Linked DNA regions of Mus musculus: region 1 is linked to region 2. The links are chromatin contacts, called in public Hi-C maps. All regions are on one chromosome and are shown on one strand. Each heading gives the region's core, a stretch centred on a gene start, on an enhancer-like site or on the middle of the called end of the contact. The rest is flanking DNA. Distances are from core to core; before and after follow the strand shown.

What was found. Hi-C and Micro-C count contacts between places; a contact is called where the count stands out from the background.
Region 1: a contact with region 2 is called in a Hi-C map of cerebral cortex, with 4 times the contacts expected there. The contact joins two enhancer-like sites. A contact is called at or near these places in 1 of 484 Hi-C or Micro-C datasets (cerebral cortex), 4 of 115 datasets of contacts at active chromatin or transcription factors (double positive thymocytes, embryonic forebrain, embryonic stem cells and 1 more) and 4 of 9 other capture datasets (adipose tissue, embryonic stem cells, liver and 1 more).

The regions. Positions count from the first base shown.
Region 1 is chr16:94,208,260-94,211,029 of GRCm38.p6, forward strand. All of the region lies in intron 6 of Hlcs (holocarboxylase synthetase (biotin- [propriony-Coenzyme A-carboxylase (ATP-hydrolysing)] ligase)), which reads right to left. Among named protein-coding and RNA genes, the nearest start is that of Hlcs, 81 kb to the right of the region's middle. Within about 2 kb of position 1,507, at least 50 of the 459 cell types and tissues checked have an H3K27ac peak or open chromatin away from gene starts, as enhancers often do. A contact at or near this core is called in cerebral cortex, where this site is marked.
Region 2 is chr16:94,124,164-94,127,132 of GRCm38.p6, forward strand. It overlaps Sim2 (single-minded family bHLH transcription factor 2), which reads left to right. Exons shown (of 11, transcript NM_011377.2): 11 at 1,335-2,869. The coding sequence ends at 1,729. Among named protein-coding and RNA genes, the nearest start is that of Sim2, 40 kb to the left of the region's middle. Within about 2 kb of position 1,273, at least 49 of the 459 cell types and tissues checked have an H3K27ac peak or open chromatin away from gene starts, as enhancers often do. A contact at or near this core is called in cerebral cortex, where this site is marked.

The DNA.
Region 1 (2,770 bases), core at 257-2,756, 84 kb after region 2:
CCCACTCTTCCCACCATGCCATGCTGCACTTCTATTTCCTAACTGTTAGGAATTCCTCAGTGGAGGTGAACATCACATGAGTCACAGTGTCCTCCCAAGCCCTGCTTCCCAGCTGCACCGGCAGAGGGAAACGTGAGAACCACACAGTGTGACGTGTAGACCTTCAAACAGCACTGTAAAGCACCAAGGTCTGAGCGTTCTTAGACCAAAGCGAAGGGACACTCACAGACCAGGAGAAGGGGGCTGCTCACAGACCAAGGCTTCCAGGGCAGAAAGGGCCACCCAGTGGGAGTGGCTGACATGGGGAACAGTGGGCTGGGGAGATCAAGTATGGAACAGTGTCTGCAGATATGAAGTGATATGAAGACCATGGGCAAGGCCACGGTTCACTCAAAGCTGGAAGGTCGCCTCTCCAAGAAGCTTTGGACTTAAGGCACTCATGTCACAGCATCGCCCAGATTGTCAAATCAAATCACTCGTCAACCTTGTGTTGGTGGAGAAACGGGGTTTCACTACAGGAATGCTTCTCGAATCCTGGGTGCTACCACATGTATTTTATGTAATGCCAGGGCTAGAACCCAGGGCCTGACGCATTAGGCAAGTACTCTGCCTCCTGAGCCACAGCCCCAACTGTTCGTACAGTTTCTTCTTGAACAGTGTTTGTTGCTGAGGACCAGCGTCAGCGCCACACCACCGCATGCCCCAAGTTCCTGTGTGCCCTGAAGCACACGCCAAGCCTCGGCTTCACAGCCCTGAAAGAACTGTAACAACCGAGAAAGGCGGCTGGACAGATGGCTCAGGGCTTAAGAATCCCCAGCACCCACGTGGCAGCTCACAACTGTCTGTGGCTCTCTCACACAGGCAGGCAAAACACCAATGTAAATAAAATAAAAATGAATAAAATTTAAAAAACATGGAAACTCTGTATAGGTTTAAGTTGGCATATAGAAAGTTTCCAGCCTGTGGGGAATTGTAAAGGATGGTATTTCTGGCTTAAGGTCTGTCATGACATTGTAAAATAAAACCATCACATGATGCTGAAGTGTACTGGAGGACTAAAAACCCAGTAGAGAGAATTCACTACTCTGTTATCTACCTTCAAAATACACAAGCAAACCCCTGAAGCCTGCCAGGGCCCACTCTTCTGTTCGCCCCAGAATCACACCCTAACTCTGCTTGATGATCTTAAGCCCTGCTTTCCAATTGCCCATATTACAAATACTTATTTTAAAAAGTGCTTTAAATGATCTTATCTCCATTCTGTCAATTTTTAACCGAGCCTCGATTTGGTTCTAATCATTAATAGCAAATAACTGCTTAAAGCATATAAATGTTTCCAATTTTGATTAAAATGTTAACCAAAACTTGAAAGACACTGGAAATCATATTTTTATATATATTTTTTAAAACTCTGAGAATCTGTTACTGGTCTGTGTGTGTGCATGTCGTGGTATCTGGGTGTGTGTGCGTGCTATGTGTGCCTGTTGACTCTGTGTGTGTGTGTGTGTGTGCCTGCTGACTGTGTGTGCCTGCTAACTGTGTGTGCCTGCTGAGTCATCTTTCCAGCCTGGAGATCTATTTCTGAATTAGACAAAAGGGCCTTTAGATAATTATAGCCATGGAGGAATGCTACTGTTGCCAGGAAGAGAGAGAGAGAGAGACATCATCAGGACTGTCCCATTTTGTTAGACTGGCAAATCACTCGCCATCCTTGCCTTTGTGGGAAGACAGGTTTTATTATGGCAACACTTCTCCATTTTCTAAACCCCTTCCAACGTACCTACCTAAACCGCACCCTCCTCTGTCACTTGAGTCTCTCTAAAGGATGTGTCAGGCCACAGATTGTCCAGATCCTCCTTCGATTTGTCCTAGAAGCAAAAGGAGACCCTAGCTGAGGAGCAAAGGGAATTGTCACTCAGGGTCACCTCCCAGGGCCTTTTCTATGGGACACCTAGAGGTGGCTCCATTCAGAGAAGCTGGGTGCTACAAGATTAGAAGGGTAAAGAGGCACCGATGCAGGGGTGAATGGGGACCTGGGGCGGGGGGGATCGAACGGACTGCGTCTTCGAGGACGGTTCAGGAACATCGCCAGCGGAGACTGAGGGTGTGAAAACTGTCGCACTTCCTACTTCAGGTTCAGGTTCAAAGACACTAACAAGGCAGGCTGCAGATGTCAGGTCTACCATGGTGGGCCCACTTTGTTCCTAACGGGGTGAGCCAAGCAAGGCTAAGGGGGCAGAACTGAACTGAGGTGGGGAGAGAGGACGCGGACAGGAGATTCTGATGAAAGCTCAGTGAGTCAATTGTGCAGCTCGCCCTGCACGAAGTCCATCCCATTAGAGATCTGCCCTGGACACCACCTCCTCCCTGCCATCTCTGATTCAGTTTTCATTCCTGTTGGCTTTTTTTTTTCCTTCCCTCATTTTTAAGCAGAGGGGTCATCATCCCAACTGTGGTTTTCCCAAACAAATGGTAAAATGTGATAGAGAATTCTGAACATTCCACCAGCAGTGACCCTTAGTGCTCTGATATGGTCTAATAACTCCAAATTATTCCCCACCATAAGTACTTCGTATGACATCAGCTACCACACAAGTTTTTAATACACAGTGAGCAGGTGGCCCAGCAATCCCTTCATGCCTCACATCTGGTATTGTACTCCATATAAGGTGCTGAGTCTGATTTTTTAATAAAAACATGGCCCGAGCTTGTAAAAGTTCAAGCAAAAAATATGCCTTTAAAACTGCTGTGTTTAATTTCAGTCATGAAA
Region 2 (2,969 bases), core at 23-2,522:
TATGGCTTAGGAAAAAGTGTCACTAGCCTTTATAAAGTAGCTCCCTGAAGTGTGTGCCCCCGCATACAATCATGTCTCAGTACATGCCCCCACACTCCCATGTAACACAATCATCTCTCCTTCTCTCCTCTCTTTCCCTCGCTTTGCCTCTCTGGCTTTGCTTTCTGTGCAAACTCTGAGGCTATGACTCCATATTGTGATCAGTCTACAGTTTGTGGGCAAATCTGAGCAGAGGGACAATTATGGGAGAAATCGGGCCTTTGTGGACACAAGGAGAACATTGTTTTCAAAAGCAGACAATTTAGAGGAGACCCACCAGTCACTGGGGCCCGCCCTGCCTTGGCGCCAGCCTGGCCCCACAGCTATGATCCCACCCTTGAGATGGTTGGATCCCCATCTCATCTGTGCAAGGGTCCTTCACAGTCAAGAAAGAAAAGGGGAAAGACCCTGCAAACATCCGTGTGAGCCAGACTTATTTCTCTGTATCTGAGGACTGGCCAATGATATAACACACAGAATCCGGCTTTTATTACTATTTTAAAGCAAAAATGGTTGGCAGCCGCCTGCTTGTCACATTTGATAAGACGGGCCTCAGGGAAGGACTGAAGGTGCTAATTTGAGGCAATTTGTGAGCAACTTACTAGTCTTTGGTATTAAATGAAAACAACGGCTTCATGGGAAAGCTCGGGGGAGTTACTTGAATGGGCACAGTTAATACTTTTAATTATGGGCCTACTAAACAGCACAGGGTGGTTGCCACCCAACCCCACCCCCACCGTATTGAGAGATTAGTAAAATGGGTAGACTTGGTGCTGTAAAGAAGAGTTGCTTGGCTTCGATTCTGCGGCTGTCCACTAGCTCCGCGCGGCTTAAAGCATCTTTTAATATTGATGACACACTGGAGTATTTGGATCTGTTGCGTTAAGCGTGTTACTCAGAATGAATCCCACCTGTTCCTCTAAAGCTCCCAGCATGTTTCCAACAATGTGCGCTGGCCTGGAATGCACAAGGGGTGGCACGGACCAACGGAGGAGGACTAACGATGGAGGGCGCGTGTGGTAGTGTGTGATGGAGGATCCCATGACTCTGTGCGTGATGGAGCAGGACCTCGTCGCACTGCAAGAGTGAGGGCGCGTGTAGCTCAATGCAGGACCGAGGAGGACCCTGTGGCTTTCTGTGAACCTGGCACGAGCGTCTCTGTGCAAGGCCACCGGCGTCTGTGGCTGGGCAGGGTTGAGGGTGCGTGTGGCTCAGTGCAGAGCAGAGGATGGACACGTTTCTGAGTGGGCGGCTTCCTCCCCTACAATCCTCTCTTTTGTCTCTTGTCCCCGCAGCGCCCTCCGCAGCCGCGCGCAGGTTCTGCGAGGACCCCGCGCCCCCAAGCTTCCCGAGCTGCGGCCACTACCGCGAGGAGCCGGCGCTGGGCCCTGCCAAGGCGCCTCGCCAGGCGTCCCGGGACGCAGCCCGGCTGGCGCTGGCCCGAGCGCCCCCCGAGTGCTGCGCGCCGCCCGCCCCCGAGCCGCAGGCGCCGGCGCAGTTGCCCTTCGTGCTGCTCAACTACCACCGCGTGCTGGCGCGCCGCGGGCCTCTGGGGAGCGCTGCGCCCGGAGCCCCCGAGGCGGCCGGCTCGCTGAGGCCCCGACACCCAGGCCCCGTCGCCGCCTCTGCGCCCGGCGCGCCCCGACCGCATTACCTGGGCGCCTCGGTCATCATCACCAACGGCAGGTGACCCGCCAGGGCCAGTCCCGCTCGGCAGGGCGGCCCTCAGGGAGAAGCCATAGGCCAGGCCTTCTCTGGTTCCTCTTTCACCCCCAAGGTCCAGCAGATGGAGGGGCGAACTGTATATGCACGATATAAATTAATTTATACAGAGACAACTATTTTAATAGAACTCCGCAGCCGACTTTTAGATTTTTACCGTAGATGCTGGTGTAGAGGGTTGGGACGCAGTTGGGAAATGGGGAGAAGGGACTGCCCATTCCTGTCCAAGGGCCGGTTTTCATGGGGCTGAGCATCCAGGTGTCAATCTGTGACCTCAAACTACCGTCTCCAGGGATCTTGGTTTCCTCACCATGAAGCCAATCAAGCCGAGGTCCAATAATGGGAATTCAAGACATTGCATACAGCTTGGCAGACAGATGCCACTTTAAGACCCTCACTCCCCCCCCCCCCGAGCCCCCCTCTGTGGTCCTCTGTTCCCGAGGGGTACAGACAGGGTGGAAAGTCCCTTCAGAGTCCTTTTGGACACTTGTAAACGCAGAATGTTATCCTTGTAAGTCCCACGTGCAGACAACAGTTTCTGCTGTCTTTGAACTCATGCATCTCATTTTTAAATTTAATCCTTTTAAAAATACAAAAGCCAACAAGGAGAGGCTAAGGAGGCAGACGTGCAAGCCTATTGTGTGCATGCACACGGGTGTGCTTCCGAAGCACACTAACAAGCTCGCTCATAACCGAGCCCTTAGGAACTCTGGTTGACACAAGTTGCACCTTCAAAATATGAAGTAGGCATTAAATGCAAAAACGATATATATAGCCAGGCATGTTAGAGAATGGCCCTGTCAAGCACCTCCCTGGCAGCATCCCTCCAGCCCGCACAGATTTGCTAGTCCTACGCTTGTGTTTGCTTGCGATTAGGAACTCTTAAAGCTAGTTAAACTGCATGTGCAATACGGAAACCAGAACGGACTGCACCTTGTGGAAGAAAAACATGCTTAAGGGATGTATTGAAAGCGGTGTATACATTTAAGCGTTTTCTACGTAGCAAGAGCTTCATACGAACATGTTGTGTGTAACAGGTGAATGGAGATCCTTTTTATAAACTTACCAGCAGTGTTTAAAAATAAATTTCCATTACTTTTGTTTCACATTTATGGTTTATTTATGGCTGTATGCATTTTTTTCTTTTGGGGTCACTAGGGCTGGGGGTGTGACTCAGTGGTCCTCTGCTTGCCTGGCAGGCAGGAGAT